2 separate regions of the Rattus norvegicus genome follow, and region 2 is linked to region 1. A link is a contact called in public Hi-C data. All regions are on one chromosome and are shown on one strand. Each heading gives the region's core, a stretch centred on a gene start, on an enhancer-like site or on the middle of the called end of the contact. The rest is flanking DNA. Distances are from core to core; before and after follow the strand shown.

Evidence for each region. A called contact is a pair of places that touch in the nucleus more often than the background predicts.
Region 2: a contact with region 1 is called in a Hi-C map of Schwann cells, with 4 times the contacts expected there. The contact joins two enhancer-like sites. A contact is called at or near these places in 4 of 12 Hi-C or Micro-C datasets (Schwann cells, frontal cortex, kidney and 1 more).

The regions. Positions count from the first base shown.
Region 1 is chr1:126,957,467-126,965,117 of GRCr8, reverse strand. No RefSeq gene overlaps it. Among named protein-coding and RNA genes, the nearest start is that of Klf13, 13 kb to the right of the region's middle. Within about 2 kb of position 3,142, at least 55 of the 93 cell types and tissues checked have an H3K27ac peak or open chromatin away from gene starts, as enhancers often do. A contact at or near this core is called in Schwann cells, where this site is marked.
Region 2 is chr1:127,068,618-127,076,268 of GRCr8, reverse strand. It overlaps LOC120099837 (a long non-coding RNA gene), which reads left to right. Exons shown (of 2, transcript XR_005499165.2): 2 at 1-768. Among named protein-coding and RNA genes, the nearest start is that of Trpm1, 58 kb to the left of the region's middle. Within about 2 kb of position 4,913, at least 42 of the 93 cell types and tissues checked have an H3K27ac peak or open chromatin away from gene starts, as enhancers often do. A contact at or near this core is called in Schwann cells, where this site is marked.

The DNA.
Region 1 (7,651 bases), core at 1,893-4,392:
TTCTCCCCGAGATCATACCCCAAGAACATGTTTCATTAGGCCCTATCTCTGGCTTTGCCATAAGTCAATAGTGCGAATGGTAACACATTGCCTTCGGGCCACAAGAATCCCAACTACGGTGAAGAGTATTACGTCAAGCTTTTTGTGTCTCTTCCAACACACAGCTCTCAGTCTTGCATGGGCACAGTCTGCAGTGCCCACAGCACCCTAACTGCCCAAGGAGACATTTCCTAGAATGTATCCATGTCTACCGATGGATGCTTATGTTTGGTTCACTGTTTAGCTAGGTGACAGCTACGGTAGTCTTCCCTCAGACTGTTTCTTTGATCCTAGCAGCTGCTTCAGCTGTGAGAAGCCCACTGCTCTGGCTCCAGTTTGCAAGGGACTACAGTTACCATCAGGCCACCTTCCCTGACACTCAGAAATTCAAGGGTGGTAAGATACAGTATGGGAACCTTCTCTCATGCCCTTACTCTCCATGGCCTTTCAAACGCACAGTCTCTGATTGTCAAGACTTCCCTTGGACTCATTCTTCAGTGACTTTTCTCCAGCCACCATGTTAGGGTTCCTATTAACTGACCAAAGCACTTTCTGGTTGATTCTTTAATTTTCCTTTTTCCCTTTCCATTCTGTGTTTTTGTGGATTCTTTCTGGTTAATGTTCTCTCTCAGTCTTTCCAATGAAACTGTGTCATTTATATGATTGCTACTTCGCTTTGATACTTCAAGAACTCTTTCTTTTACTCCTAAATATGCCTTCACGCGCACTTTCCCTTTGTAGATGGTGGTTTGTTTTTTTTTTTTTTTTAACATTTCCCTGTTGATATTATTGGTGGTTTTGTTGATGTTTACCTCTCTCTCTACATGGCTTATTTCCTACAACTTACTTAGCAAGAACAAAACCAAACAAAAACCAACCTATTGTGGCTTTGTGTTTCCTGATGCAAGGTTTCCTATCAGCTCAGCTGCCCACTCTTACTTGCCTGGGAAGGCCTGAGACGGACCAGAAGTGCTGTATCAAGTAGCACCTTTCACTGTGGCATTCTGTGTAGTATGTATACTAATCGGACACTACGTGAGCAGCTATGGATGTCAGACTGTGTTGATCATTCCCTGTGGCTTGGCTTGCTCAGCCCAAAGGCCTCTTCTAGGCTTCCTGGCTTCTTGTGCCATGGAACCCCTGAAAGGGGCTTGTAGCTGTCAGCAGGCACATGAGCGCCACTGCCTCTGTCTGCCACTGTTTGGAGACTGATCTCTGCCTCCTTTAGATAGATACAGTCTCTCCTCAGGAAGAGGAGGGGGCAGCTGTGAGGCTACACAGAGCCGGCAGCCCACCTGAATATCTCAGAACAGACTCTAGCACAATCATTTAGGACCATTCTTATTTCAAGTTCCTTTCCCTTCCACGTCCAGAGGTACCCAGTGTCACCATTTGTGACCCTTGTGGGGAAACCTTCCTTCCTATTTCAGGCTTTCATTTTCTTGGGCATGTTTCAGCTTCACTGTCTGCTTGCTTCTTCTCCTACTCCTGTCCATGTGCATTCTTGTCTTATAGTTGAGATTTGTATCTTATAGCCAAGGTTGCTTTAGAGGCTCCAAAAGGAACAACTACCACCTTCACTCCAAACCTCACCCATCATTAGTCCCCTTATGGCTCACTTGCTCCCACTTTGGTCCAGCCAGGTCTGTTTTGTGCTGGTTTTCCTCTTCTTTCCAGCTAAAGGGAAACATCCTTACTCTTACCTATACTATTGTTGTCAAGATTCTCTTAGCACAGAAACATGGACCCAGAGCTATGAGATATTAACTGCAGAACAGAACTGAACCCCTAGGGTATTTCCATCTGGGGTTGGGACAAGAAAGGTTAACTTTGAGAGCTCAATCATTACATACTTGGTAAGTGAAATGGTGAGAAATCATTCAAGGTAATGCTGCTTGTATATAACATCTAAATGGGGAAAACCCTTTGGGAGACCATCAGGAAGAAAGATTGGATGGGGCATGTCAGAAGGGTCCATTGACTCAGGCTACCCTAGAAGCCTATAAGGAGGTCCAGTGAATATGCATGTCCCAAAAAGGTCCACTTTGTCCTAGTGTAGGCAGAGCCCAGGAGGGCACCACCAAAAAGACTGTCGAATCCCCCCTGGCCGCAGAGGGACATGAAGGAATACATGGCCAGAAAGGCAGTGTAGGGGCCAGCTCTTTCCCAATGAAATGACTGTCTGTGGCATGTGGTGGGAATGGAGGAGCCTTCTGAGTCATCCCTCGGTCAGGACACAGTCTCTTAAATGTCATCAACACAATCTGCCTGGAACAAAGATGACTATTTTCTGCCAAGTTGAGACCCTCCTACAAAGCCTTGATCCAGCTTCTCCACAAGACATCAGTGAGGAAATTCAGGGTGTGTGCTCACACTTAGGGGTGTTCAAACATTAACAAGTTTCCCAACTGAAAATACCAAATCGATGTTTCTCCGATTATCAGGAACCAAAGTCTTTTCTATTTTAGGCTCCCATTTAATTTGAAGAACTTAAAAATCAGAGCCATAGTTCTTAATTTTCTCCAGTAAGATGACCGACCCTTTAACCCACTGGGGTCAACCAACCGGCAGTCGCTTTCCCTGACTTGCCAGTGGCTGACTTATTTCCAGGCATCATCCACAACGAAAAGCAGAGGCTGCTGATCCTATCCTCACAGGTCAGAGGCAGTTGCGGCCAGTCCTGAGTGTATTAAGATTGGTTCAAAGGCAGTAGGAAGCTATGGTCTCTCTTACGGTGGCCTAGTGTTCAGAGAGAAAGAACATGAATGTGTGTCTAGACTTTAGAGCAAGGTGGCCTAGTTGGAAGGCCCCGGCAGGGCGCAGCGGAGCATTTCCTTCAGAGGCCCAGACAGTGGATGGGTGGGGCGCCCTGGGCGGGGTCCTCGCAGCTGGTGGTGTTTGAAGCCTCCACGACCGCGGTGGGAGAGGGGCGGCCTGGAGAAGTTGGCAGCAGGCCTGGGGCAGGAAGGGGGAGGAAGGGGCCCTGCGTTCCCTGAACAGCCGCGACCGCAGCCCCAGCACGTAGCTCACTCTCTCAGCACTGGCAGTGGTGGGTCCTGCATCAGCCAGGTTAACATAGGCTCAAGGGCAGTGCGGCCGCGCGGGGGCGGGGCGGCCCCAGTAGTGACATGGCTCCGGCCAAGGTTGCATCGAGGACCTGAGCTCAGTAGGAGCAGGGTGAGGAGGTGGCTGGAGACTGCAATGCAAGCCCGGCCACCCGAGAACTCCGCTGCGGTGGGGTGAGGTTCGGAAATGTGCCGCCCAAAGGCGAGGTCAGCCGCCTAGGTCCGGCCGGGACAGATACGCCACCTTGCCCGCACTCCCAGCCGGCCGAGCGACCACAGGGTGCCCTCCCCAGCGTTGCCATCCTCGTGCCACCCACTGCTGCCTGCTCACAAAAGCTCTGGCATGGAAAGGCCCGGCGAGGTTCCCGCTGCGGGAGGCACGCGCCCTAGCCCTGCGCCGCTACACAGCGGCCCGCCACCCTCGGACGTCATGCGTCTGCGCGCCCCGCGCCCGGCTCCGATTTCCGCCCCTCCTCTTGCAGGCCCAGGGGACACGCCCACTGGCGCGCGCAGGTCCCGCGGCCAGTAGGGCCCTCTAGAGGTCCGGATTGGCCGGATAAAGTACTCTAGAGCCAATGGAGTTCGCGTCTGCCACTGGCCACGCCCCTTAAGACGCGGGCGCGCGACCGCACCGGAGGGACGGTGCGCGCTCCAGGCTCCCCGCCCCCTTCGTGCGCGCTGCTCCCTGCGGCCGCTGCCGCCTGTAACCTGCGCCGCCAGGATGTGGCTGGGGGCTGACGTCGGGTCCAGATGTGGCCCCGGCCCCGCCCACCCCCGGGGCCGGTCCGCCCACACCGAGCCGCGGCGCGCACGGAGGCTGTCCCGCCTGCCACAATGCACGGTGGAACTGCGACCGCAACTTGCAGGGGTCGTGCCTAACGTCGCCGCCGCTCGACGTCCCTAGGACAGGCCGGTTCTGACGCCGCACGCGGACCCACCTCACTGGAGCCCCCCATGCGCTCACCCTCCAGTGCCCGGCCAGGAGGACGCGGAGCCGCGCGGGTGACGGCAGAAGCGGCTACGCGCCCAGCCTAGCCCAGCCCAGCCGGAGAAGAGGGCGCGCCGCGCCCCCGCCCCCCGCCGCTCTCCGGAGGCCGTGGGTGCGGATGCGCCGCTGACGACTCCTGCGAGAGCACCGCGCGCCCGAGCCCGCAGCATGGCAGCCGCCGCCTATGTGGACCACTTTGCCGCCGAGTGCCTCGTGTCCATGTCCAGCCGCGCAGTCGTGCACGAGCCGCGGGAAGGACCTGAACCCCGGCCCGAGGGCGCGGCCGCCGCCGCCCCCACACTGCCCCGCGTTGACGAGCGCCGCGACGGCAAGGACAGCGCCTCTCTTTTCGTGGTAGCTCGGATCCTAGCGGACCTCAACCAGCAGGCGCCGGCCCCCGCCCCCGCGGAACGCAGAGAAGGGGCTGCTGCGCGCAAGGCGAGGACCCCCTGCCGCCTGCCGCCCGCGCCCCCTGCGCCGCCGCCCGGCCCAGAGCCCGCTTCCCCTGGACAAGCAGGCGCGCCGGCCGCGCCCCCCAGCCCCGCGTGGAGCGAGCCCGAGGCGGCATTGGAGCCAGAGCCGGGCCCCGCGGGGAGCGGCGAGCCTGGCCTCAGACAAAGGGGTCGGCGGGGCCGCAGCCGCGCGGACCTCGAGTCCCCGCAGAGGAAGCACAAGTGCCACTACGCGGGCTGCGAGAAAGTTTACGGGAAATCTTCGCACCTCAAGGCGCACCTGAGAACTCACACAGGTCAGTGGGGCGGCCGGGACGCCGCGAACGCGGGGACTAGGGACTGCTTGGGACCGGCCACGCCCCCAGAGCTCGGGGCTCAGCGCAAGAGGGGGCCGGGGCCGGGGGCGGGGAGCGGGGAGCTGAGGGCGATCGCGGCCGCGCCCCTGCCCTGGCGCTCCGGCCTCGCGTGACGCTGGCCGTGGCGCTTCGAGCCGGCGCCCTCTCGGCGACCGCGCCCCCATCGGGCACGCCCCCTCCTGGGCTCTTGGGGCGGGGCCGCGGGGGTAGATGTCGTCATCCGGGCTGCGGGCGGCGCGGGCAGGTGCGCTGGAGGTGGTTGGGGTGGGGGGACGGGCGGCGCTCCCTTTTGGGGCGTAGGTGCTCCCGTTGCTGGAGTCTCGCCACCCCCTCCCCAGGCCTCTGGGCGCGCTCTGGCGAGGGAGGGGCTGGCCGGGGCGGGCGAAGTTCACGCGGGGACAGGGCTCTCTTCAGCCACTCGGCACATTCTTCGCTCTCTTCTTCCTGTAATTTTTCCAGGGCTCTAAGGTTTAATTTGTCGCAACCCGACCCAGCGGCGGCGCTGGCCGACGCGGGGGGCGGTCCCAGTCCTCGCTCCCCACCCCGCGGCTCTTTGTGGGAGCCCCAGCCCATCCGGCCGGCGGGGGCGCGCCCGGCCGCAGGGGGCTGCGCTGTGGGGCTGCGCTTTCTCTAGAAATGCGCGCTCCGTTCACTGCCCTTTCTGATCCAACTCTCACCTGCTCCTGGACTGGGTACAGGCAGGTGGCACCTGTACGGGGGCGGCCGGCTTAAGCCTGAAACCTGGGGTGGCTTGGGGGTCACTCACTTCTGTGGTTTCCGGGCACTGCTTTGCAGCGGGCTTTTGGTATTTGATTCGTATGTGGAGGTTCCCCCCCTCCATTTTTTGGTGTTAACACAAACATTTAGGGTTTTGTTTTTTCTTCTTTGAGCTCACGGAAACTCTTTCGTAACAGTTAACTCTTTATACAGCTTTGAGGCAAGTTCACAGCAAAAATACTCAATTCCGTTACTTTGTTACTAGGGGCTGTTCTTTCTTGGTGAGAACAGTTAAGTGGCAGACCAAGAAGCTCAAGACACTGAAGCGGTGGAGGCTAGAGCTCTAGGCCTTTCTGCCGGTGTATTTGTAATGGAGCGAGCCCCAGCTCTAGGCCGGGGATGGGTGGGTGGGGGGCGACTCAGAACTTTGGCCATAAAGGCAGGGGATGAGGAGTCCCAGCCCTTTGCTGTGGTTCCTTAAACCACGTGGCAGGTGATGGGGTTGAGTGAAGCCTGTGTCATCCCCCGGCATTCGGAGTCGAAATTCGTGGTGTGTGAGCCCAGGAGGTGGGTGGGATTTGTGTCGGGTTCCCAGTTCTGCAAGGGAAAGCCGCTGCCGGGGTGGGTGTGGCTTTGGGGGAGGAGCAGAGAGCTTGGTTCATAACTTGATGGACCCAGAGTGCTGAGTTGGGGCGGGGGTTCGGCGAACAGCTATCGGATTGAGAAATCTTGGTGCAGAATATTTCACCGTGGTTTCCCACTTGCAGCACTCCGTAACCGATCTGGTGAAAGGCAGAGGACTTGCCTGAGGGGAGGGGCTGGACGTCGTGGGCGTGTTGGGTTCAAGATGTTTTCCTTGTTGGCTCGCTCCTCCTTTCAGTCTCAGTTGGCGTTTAGAAAACGTTTGGGGGCGCTGGGGACCGCATCTTCGTAATGGAAAGGGAGCCATTCTCTTCGGAGCGCCAGGAAACTCAGCAGGTAGAAGAGGATAGAGTCAGCCTTCTTTTTAGTGCCAAGAGTTGCTCTGCGGTCTGTAATCGGTGCCGCCCTCCATATGTGCTGAGATAGAGGAAGGCTGCACCTCTGGGGTAGTTGTAAGTAAGGTTCCAGGCCCTCTTGAGAGTAGGGTTAGGGATTCCAGTAGATGTCTAGGCTGCATCTTATTTGGTACCCAGGTGAGTCTGATGATGAGAGTTGCCGATTTCAAATGTCTGCCCCTGGGTGGAGTCTGGTTCTGCCTCTGATCTGGGAAGCCATTGCTAGATCCTGTAGCGCTTAAATACCTCATGTTCGTAAAAGAGACACAGGGCGTTTCTTGGGCACAGCAAGGTGGTCCCTGGGCGTGACTTAATCTCCGGATTTCAGGTTCTGGCTTTGGGGCAGTTTGGTTCGTGGATCGCAGTGGCTGACTAAGGCCTTGCCACATCTACTCCACCCGAAACCCCCCCCCCCCCCAGAATAAGAGTTGCATGGCAGCAGTGATTATTATCACCCCCTTAGCTAACAAGATAGCCGGCAACTTTCTCAAACCTCGCTGTGGTTTAGTGGCTTGTGCCCTGGCCACCTAGAAAGCTGGGAGTAGGGTGCTGTATGTTTAGTGCCCTTGAGAAGGCCAAGGGTACGTAGCTAGGGCTCTCCTCTGGTATGGGTGTCCTCTGCCTAAACAGCTGTTTGCAAAGTGATGCCCCTTCTTCTGCTTAGCTGTAAGGTGATGACCCCTCCCTAGTAGTTCTGTGGACCGTTGCCTACATTTCAGTAGTCAGTGTTACAGCAAATGGATAGAACAAAGAAATGCAGCAACCCAAGCCACTTGTTTATTTAATTGGAACCTCTCAGCCCATATTTGGGGGCGGGGGGTGTTGCTGACCTTACTTTTGGAAGAGCAGGTTGTTTTGGAGGCTGGGGGATTTGAGGTGGAAATGTGAGGATTTTCAGAAGGCCTACTCCTTCCTTTGAGCAGCGACCCCCCCCCCCCAAACACACACACACACACACACACACACACACACACACACACACCATCTGGCGAGGCCT
Region 2 (7,651 bases), core at 3,664-6,163, 110 kb before region 1:
CGGGAACAGCAGTGTGCATAGCTGCATCAGATCTGAGAACATTTTACTCTCAGAGAGTCACACCGCGCAGGATCTAATGATTCCAGCTGAGGCAGCACACGGAGGTGTCAGCAGCACAGTGACGTTGAGAGGCAGGGAAAGCTGATCGTTAAAAATAGGTGAAGCTGAGCCAAAAAACTTGAAAAAAGAAACAAAACATTATAGTTCATACTGGAGAGAAACCTACTAGTGGATCTGAAGTTGGGGTTTTAGAAGCGTGTGTGATGCTGATAACGATGAGTTGTCCCACTGAGAGCTCTCTAAACTCCACGAAAATGTGTTCGGTGGCCTACTGTGGCCTACAGGCAGAACCATGTTTTCATGAGTAGTTTTACTGGGAGCCACCACTCTCCTCTGTTTGCCTCTATCTGTAGCAGCCTTCCCTCCATGGCATTGGTTGCGTGGCCCTTTCCAGACGTGCTCCCTGACTCATTTACCAAATAAAATTTGAATTATCCTATAAATACTTGTACAGAAAATTTGACCGATGGAATTAGAGATGACTCTGTTGGTAAAGTGCTCATGGTGCAAGCATGAGGACCAGAGTTCGAATCCCTACACCTACGTAAAAGCCAGGTGAATTGATACTTACTTCTGTGGTCCCAGTCCTGGGGAAGGAGACAGTCGGGTCTTGGAGTTTACTAGCCAGCTAGCCTAGCCAACAAATCAGTTCCAAGTTCAGTGAGAACCCCTACTAAAGAGGAAAGCAATGGAGAAAGGTGCCTGACTCAGCCTCAGCCCCAGACTTTGAGGCAGGTGGGAGAAAGCTCGGTGTTGACTTGACCATCAGTGGCCTGTGAGTTAATCGATCATGCCTTTGCAGTAAAGCTTCCATGAAAACACAGGATGGGGTTCATAGAGCATCCTGAGGGCAGAGCATATGAGAAGGACTGGATGGTGTGGGCTGGGAGAGGGTCCTCCTTTTCTCCACACCTCACCATATGCCCGTCTTCATCTGCATCTTCTGACAGTGAGCTTGAGAAAGTGTTTTCCCAAGCTCTGTGAATACATCTTGCAAACTACTGAAACCTGAGGGGTTTGTGGAACTCCACAGAGATCTGCTGCACTGATGAGACCGCCTGGGGCTTTCAATGGGCATCTTAAACGGTAGGCCGGATAGTTTTATGTCTACTCCACACAGCTAAAGCCATCTGAGAGGAGAGAACCTCAGTTAAGAAAATACTTCCGGAAGATCAGGCTGTAGGCAAGCCTGAAGGACATTTTTTTAGTGATTGATGGCCAGCCTATGGCCTGGGCTGGTGGTCCTGGGTTCAATAAGAAAGCAGGCTGAGTAAGTCCTAAGGAGCAAGCTAGTTAGGAGCATCCCTCCATGGCCTCTGCATCAGCTCCTGCCTGTAGGCTTCTGTCCTGTTCCTGATCTGGCTTCCTTTGGTGATAGAGTATAATGTGGAAATGTAAACCAAATAAAAATCTTTTCCTCCTCAACTTGCTGGTTTTTCATGGCATAACCCTAACTAAAACACGAGGTGGTAGACAGTTGGAGACACCCCTCAACCTACGGGATCTGACCATTTATCTAGGTAGTATCATAAGTCAATCAAGTTAAAGGATACCTAGTTGGTGTCTGCCACAGTAATGGCTGCTTGCTGGTCGAGAGAAAGTAGCAGGTTTCTGGTGTCGGAGGTGATCTGCACTGTGGGAGTGTACAGCAGAAGCTGAGTTCGGGTTCTGCCTTTCTACTACCCGTCCATGGTGTTGGTGAAACTCACGGGATGCATGCAAACACGATGGGCATTCGCTTGGATCCTTTGACCTGAAGCAGCTACGTTAGTCACTTTACTCAGCATTTACTCAATGTCCGCATTATGACAACGGACGCAGCTTCAGGAAACAAACTTCTCCCCGGTCTCACCCTTCAGAGATCTCTTTGGTGGTTGCCTAGCCTCATACTTTAGAACGAGCATCATGGTGGTTAGAGCATGCGGAGGGAGAAGCTGGCTACTCCCCTCAGGGTGTACAAGAAGCAGAGGAAGGAAAGGGCAAGAGGCCAGGTGTAACCTTCAAAGGCACACCCTTAGATATAACTGGAGAGTAGGCCCCACGTCCCAAAGTCTCCAGAGCTTCCCAAAATAGTGCCATTGGCTAGGATCGAGCGGTCTACACGTGAACCCAAGACCACAGCACCAATCATTTAGAAACAATCTGTGTGACAATTAGAAAACTCTAAGTACTAAGTGGATGTCAATTGTAAAGATTTGTAGTTAATCGTGTAGGCTGTGATAATGGACCTGGGTTATGTGAAAAGGGAGAAGAGTCATTATCCTTTAGAAATACCTTCTTGCCGTACAGTTGCTGTAGTAATGGCCTCCGAGGCATTACTCCCTGATTCAAGGTTATTTTGCATATCCCCTCCTACATGAATTCTGGGTTTGGCTGCATGACTTGTTTTGGCTAATGAGACGTTAGCCAACATAATGCAAGCAGGGGCTTGTAAAGTCCTTGCATACTGGGGCTTGCCTTCTCTTGCCGTTGGCAACTCTTGGAATGCCGCCACTGTTGGAGCAAGCCCGAGCTAGCCTGCTGCAGAGGCCATGAGGAGAACTGATCCACCCCGCCTGATTGCCAGACCAGTGAGGAAAGCCTTATGAGAGGCTCTTCAATGCCAGTCAAGTCATGAGTTGGCTGCTTCCACATGATGCCTAGACAAGATGAACAGGAGAACTAACCCTTGGATAGTTAGTTCATCAGTCTCCACTGTCGGGATCCCATAGTTCTAAGGTTGCCATTCATTGATAAACCTTCCGAAGGTGGGTAAATGCAGATAGATATAGATGGAACAAGATTTGTTCTATGCTGACAGTGACGCTCATGAGGGCTTCATCCTGTTCCGCCTCTAGTAATATTTGAACTAGCAATTTGCAGAATGAAAGAAAGAAGGAAGAATTAAAAGAGGAAGGAGCCTGAGGAGATGGCTCAATGGGTAAGGTGCTTATTGGGCAAAGGTAAGGATCTGAGTGCAGATCTCTAGAACCAAGGTAAACCTGGGTGTGGGCACACACGGCTGTAACTCGAGCAGACTACAGGGAGGTAGGAGACACAAACAGGAGAATTCCCAGCTCATCCGCCAGCAGGGCTGTCATATGTACAATGGAAGACTAGTGCTCACACGAGGTTACCCTCTGACCTCCACACTAATGCTGTACACACGCAGGCTTTCACACAAGTAGGCTTGGATTCTCAGATTCGTGGACATGTGCACATGCACATAGAATGCACACAAAATACATGAATTCACATGCACATACGAATGCATACAGATACACATAAATTCACACACACATACATGAATGCACACACATACATGCGCACACATGATACAAAGAAAGAAGCCGTGGAGGGGAAGGTAAGAATGAGCTTTCAATCCATTAACAGATAAAACAAGACACAGAAAAGCAAAGTAAAACTTCCAGAGTAGCACAGCTAAGTCCCAGCAGACCTTGATGCTGGCTCTCTATTACCAACAATTACGCAGAGGAGGAACAGACGGAGACACTTGTTTCTTGCTTGAGAAGAACCTGTGGCTGGTCTAAGACAACAGGGCCCGGCAAGGCTGCTGATGACAAATGATTCTCACCTATTATCTGGTGGGGTGGGGGGGACACGTCCTGCCATGTGTGTGCCTTGTATTTAATAAAAGATAGACAAAGATGCCTCCCCTCCACGCCCTGCTGCTGTTTGGCACCAACAGCGTGTTCTGTTTTCAAACGTGTGTGATAACCATGACAGACACAACCAGGGCCACAGTACCGCGTGCCAGGACAGCAATACTAAAAATTCATCTGCGAGTCCAAATATATTGAAGTTGTCTCTTTCCCACACATTCAAAATGAGCAAGGCTTTCATTATGCATCAAATGGGGAAATTAAGCAGGGCAATTATCTGTCTATGGCCCCGGGATAGCTTGGGCACTGTTTAATCAGACGTTGCTATGGGAGGCTGCAGACTGTTCCTGACCATAAACAGACATTAAAGAGAGTTGCTTCATAAAAAAATAAAAATAATTAAAAAAAATTCTCCCAAGTCTCTATACCCAGTGTTGGTTTCCCTGAGAACTTCTGAACCTTAGAACTCGGCTGGAGTTTAGAGAGAGGAAGGAAGATTCTAGAAGGTGATAACTAGACTAAAAAGCCAAATACAACAAAGTTAAACTAAATTGCTGTCTTTCTCATAACTGAACTGGCAGGGCCCCTGCCTTGCTTTTCTTGGGAGTGGTGTTCAAGAGGCCCACAGGGCTCTGTATTTATGTTTGATGACTGGTCTGAAATCCTAGAGCCTCGGAGCCAGCTGGCAGAGCCCGGTGCGGCCCGTGTGTCGCCAAGGGCAGAATCAGCAGTACTGGCCACAGCTTAACCCAGGGGTAAAAGAATCCTGGGTGGGCGGAGGCAGGGCCCAAGCTCTCCCTCCTCAAAGGCCTGCAGGATCAGAAACTGAGTTCTGATTATCTATGGGTCACACTCAAAAAACATACTTACTACTTTGTCCTGACCGTTTGCCACTTTTTTAAGGAGAAAAATTTTCATGATCAAGGGGTCAGTGGGCGGGTGTGTAATGGGGAAATTGAGAGTTCTAGACTTCGTAGGGGGTCAAGATTTCTTCCATTCTGTTGCACCAAGATTTAGTTGATCCTGTGCCCCTGGGAATGGCAGGTAAGGACCCTTCCTCTCTCCCTCAGGGAGAGGCATGAAGAGAGACAGAATAGCTCCCTCATCAGCGGTTCTGTCTGACTGCAGCCGGCTGCTCAGCAGAGCTGAACTTGTTACTTCCCCAGAGTCACTTCAGCCCCAGACACTGAAAACTGCCGTCACCCATCTCTCCTCTCTACCCTCTTCCTGTTCCACTTCCCTGTCCTACCCCTTGGGGTATCTCTCACTGCCTGAACACACAGGAAGACAGCTCACAAACTAAAGGCAGTCCTGGGAGACAACTAATGCTTGCCAAACAATGGGGCCACACTGGCAACCAACCTAGATACAGCCGACGAGGGGGGATGGGGACGGATGGAGGACAGAAACGGTTGCCTGTGTCGTGGTGCTAACTGTGGCTGGTGCTGAATACACAAAAGGGTGTGTGTGTACCATGATGCAGTAAACAGAGACTTCATACTAAACCAGGAAATAACTTCTCAGACTTGGCAGTCCTGGAGGGAGACTGGGCCAAGCCCAAGCCCCTCAAGACCTCAAGCCTCCCACTATCAGGAGGAAGGACTATGGCAGGCTAGTTATTAAGGGGTGCAAACGGTGTGAGGGAGCCAGGAGGCAGGGAAAGTGTCAGTGAGAGCCTTTCTTATCTCTTTCTACAGAGGCCCCGGGCAGGGCAGTTCAGAGTGCCTGGAACATCATCCGACATCATGCAGCACTAACAAGCTAAGGAGGCAAAGACTAGCCCAGACCCCTAGTCCCTAGGATTGGCGGCCAGTTCTTGCTCTAAGCTATTCTACAGAAGCAGGCATCTCGGGACTGTTAGGGCAAACTGCAGGCACAGGCGCAAGATGGAATAGCCCGAGGACTGGTCACTGCTAGACTGGCTAGGGTAAGAACCATCTAGACATCCGTCGCTGGTGACGGGGCTCCCTGAAACCTGCCCTGTTCCGCCCCAGAAAGCCGGTTTAGGGTGCTGAAGCATGTGGCTGACAGCAGGGGACACGGAGGAAGATGGCACCCAGAATGAGAGTTGCCCAGAGGAAGCCAGTAGTAGAACAACAGGCACAAGAAAGGGGTCATGGGAACGTCACTAGGGCATCTTGCACACCCATCTCCTGCAATGGTCCCCAGAACAGTGCAGCCAGACATCCGACACCTCCGAGATTAATCTATGGGCCTGTAGCCTGGGTCAGGGATAGTAGGTGGCAGCCACCGGTGTCTTGAAGTCTCACCCAGCTGTTCAAGCCCCCATTCCCGCTGTGGGCGGCCCCGCCCACCCATGCCTGCGTGCATGCGCGGATGCCATCTCAAGTCGCACGGGAGGCATCAACAGACAGAAGCCCTGTCCTCCAGCCTCAGCCATGTCGCTGCTGGTGCTGACCCATTTTCTCTCCCACCTCCCAAGTCAGAGCCCAGAATAAACGCACCCTCCTAGCAGGGTGGGTGCCACCTGCTCTCCCTCCCCTACACCCCTCACATGAAAGGCTTAGGGAAGTGGGAGACTAAGGGAAGAGGGAGGGGAAGGGAAGACAGAGAAGGAAGGAGAGGAGGAGGGAGGAGGGAGGAGGGAGGAGGGGGAAGGTCACACCAGAGCCTGCTGCCAGCTATGGAGGAAACCTTGAAACCCTGAAGTTCATCAGCCCCAGGCTAAGGATTCCAGAACTCCAGCCTCAAGCTCATGCCCCGGAGGCTCCAGGTTCAGTCTTCCCCTTTCTGCGCACTCATCTCCCGAGCTAGTCTTCTCCAGGCTTGATTATTTTTGTACAAGACCACTTATTCGTTACCTATGAACTTGGGGAACTGCCAGATCCACGATGCAAGAACGAAGGTGGCTGAAGATGATGTCAGCCTGACCCTGAGAAGAACGGGTCCTGTGGCCTCATTCTCTGTTCTCAGAGGACACTCGAAGGCCAGCTGAGCGGGGCTGGCTGCCTAACATCACACCTGAGAAAGTCTACTGTCTGTCTCAGGTGCTCTGTGTGTACTAATGCTTGCCAAAAAACGCTCACAAATTGTCCCTCACAAAAAGACCTTCGCCAAGCACAAGGATGCATGTTAACTCGCTCGTCACAGAAACTGGAGCAGAATGTTCTAGAGCTGAGGGCAATTAAGTATTTACCAGATGCCAAGCTATGGTCTGGGTCTGGGCACATCTCATATGTCTCATAAAGGTTCACTACTGTCACTGTCCTCCGAATTTATCAAAGGAGGAGCCTGAGCCACTGCAAGAGTGGATGGATGCCCACCTCGCTCACAGGAGACAGCTAGGGCTGGAGTCTGGCTGGCTTCAGACAGTAAGGTAAAGACTAGGCCTTTCTGTGCATATGTTACAAGAATTGTTTTCTCACTAAGAATACTGTTTAGTGCCACTTTTCTAAGACACCTGAGGGAGAAGTGGCGGCCTTGCACACATTTACGGGTTTTAAGAACAGTGGGGGAGGGGGGGCTTGCAGCCAACCTGCTACTTACTTGACCCTTTCCACAAGCCAGGACCCATGGTTTCCCTCAGGTAACGGATAGAGAATAGCCAAAGGCAGAGACCCACACTGACCTTGGAAACTGGCTGGGTGACCTTTAGGCTGAGACACGCCCACCCCCATAAGCTCTGAATATCACAGTTGGAAGCAGAACAAAATGTGGCCTGAGGGTGGCTTTGTCCAGCTGTGGTATGAAGTCTGGCAGCAGCAGGGACCTAGAGTGGGTGGGTGGTGGCTCCATATTGCCTAGGACGCTATGGGAGGGCTGGAGAATCAACGTTTCTTTATTACCCTCACAGATCCCATCTCGGTTTGTGGTTTTTGATCACCAAACATAGCTCATGCACTTGATGAGCAAGACTAATGGCCTGAGTTCAATCCCTGAAGGTCACAGAGAAATACTGAGAGGTCCAACTCCACAAAGATATCCTCTGACCTCCATGTGTATACCACGATATGTGTACCACAGGCGCT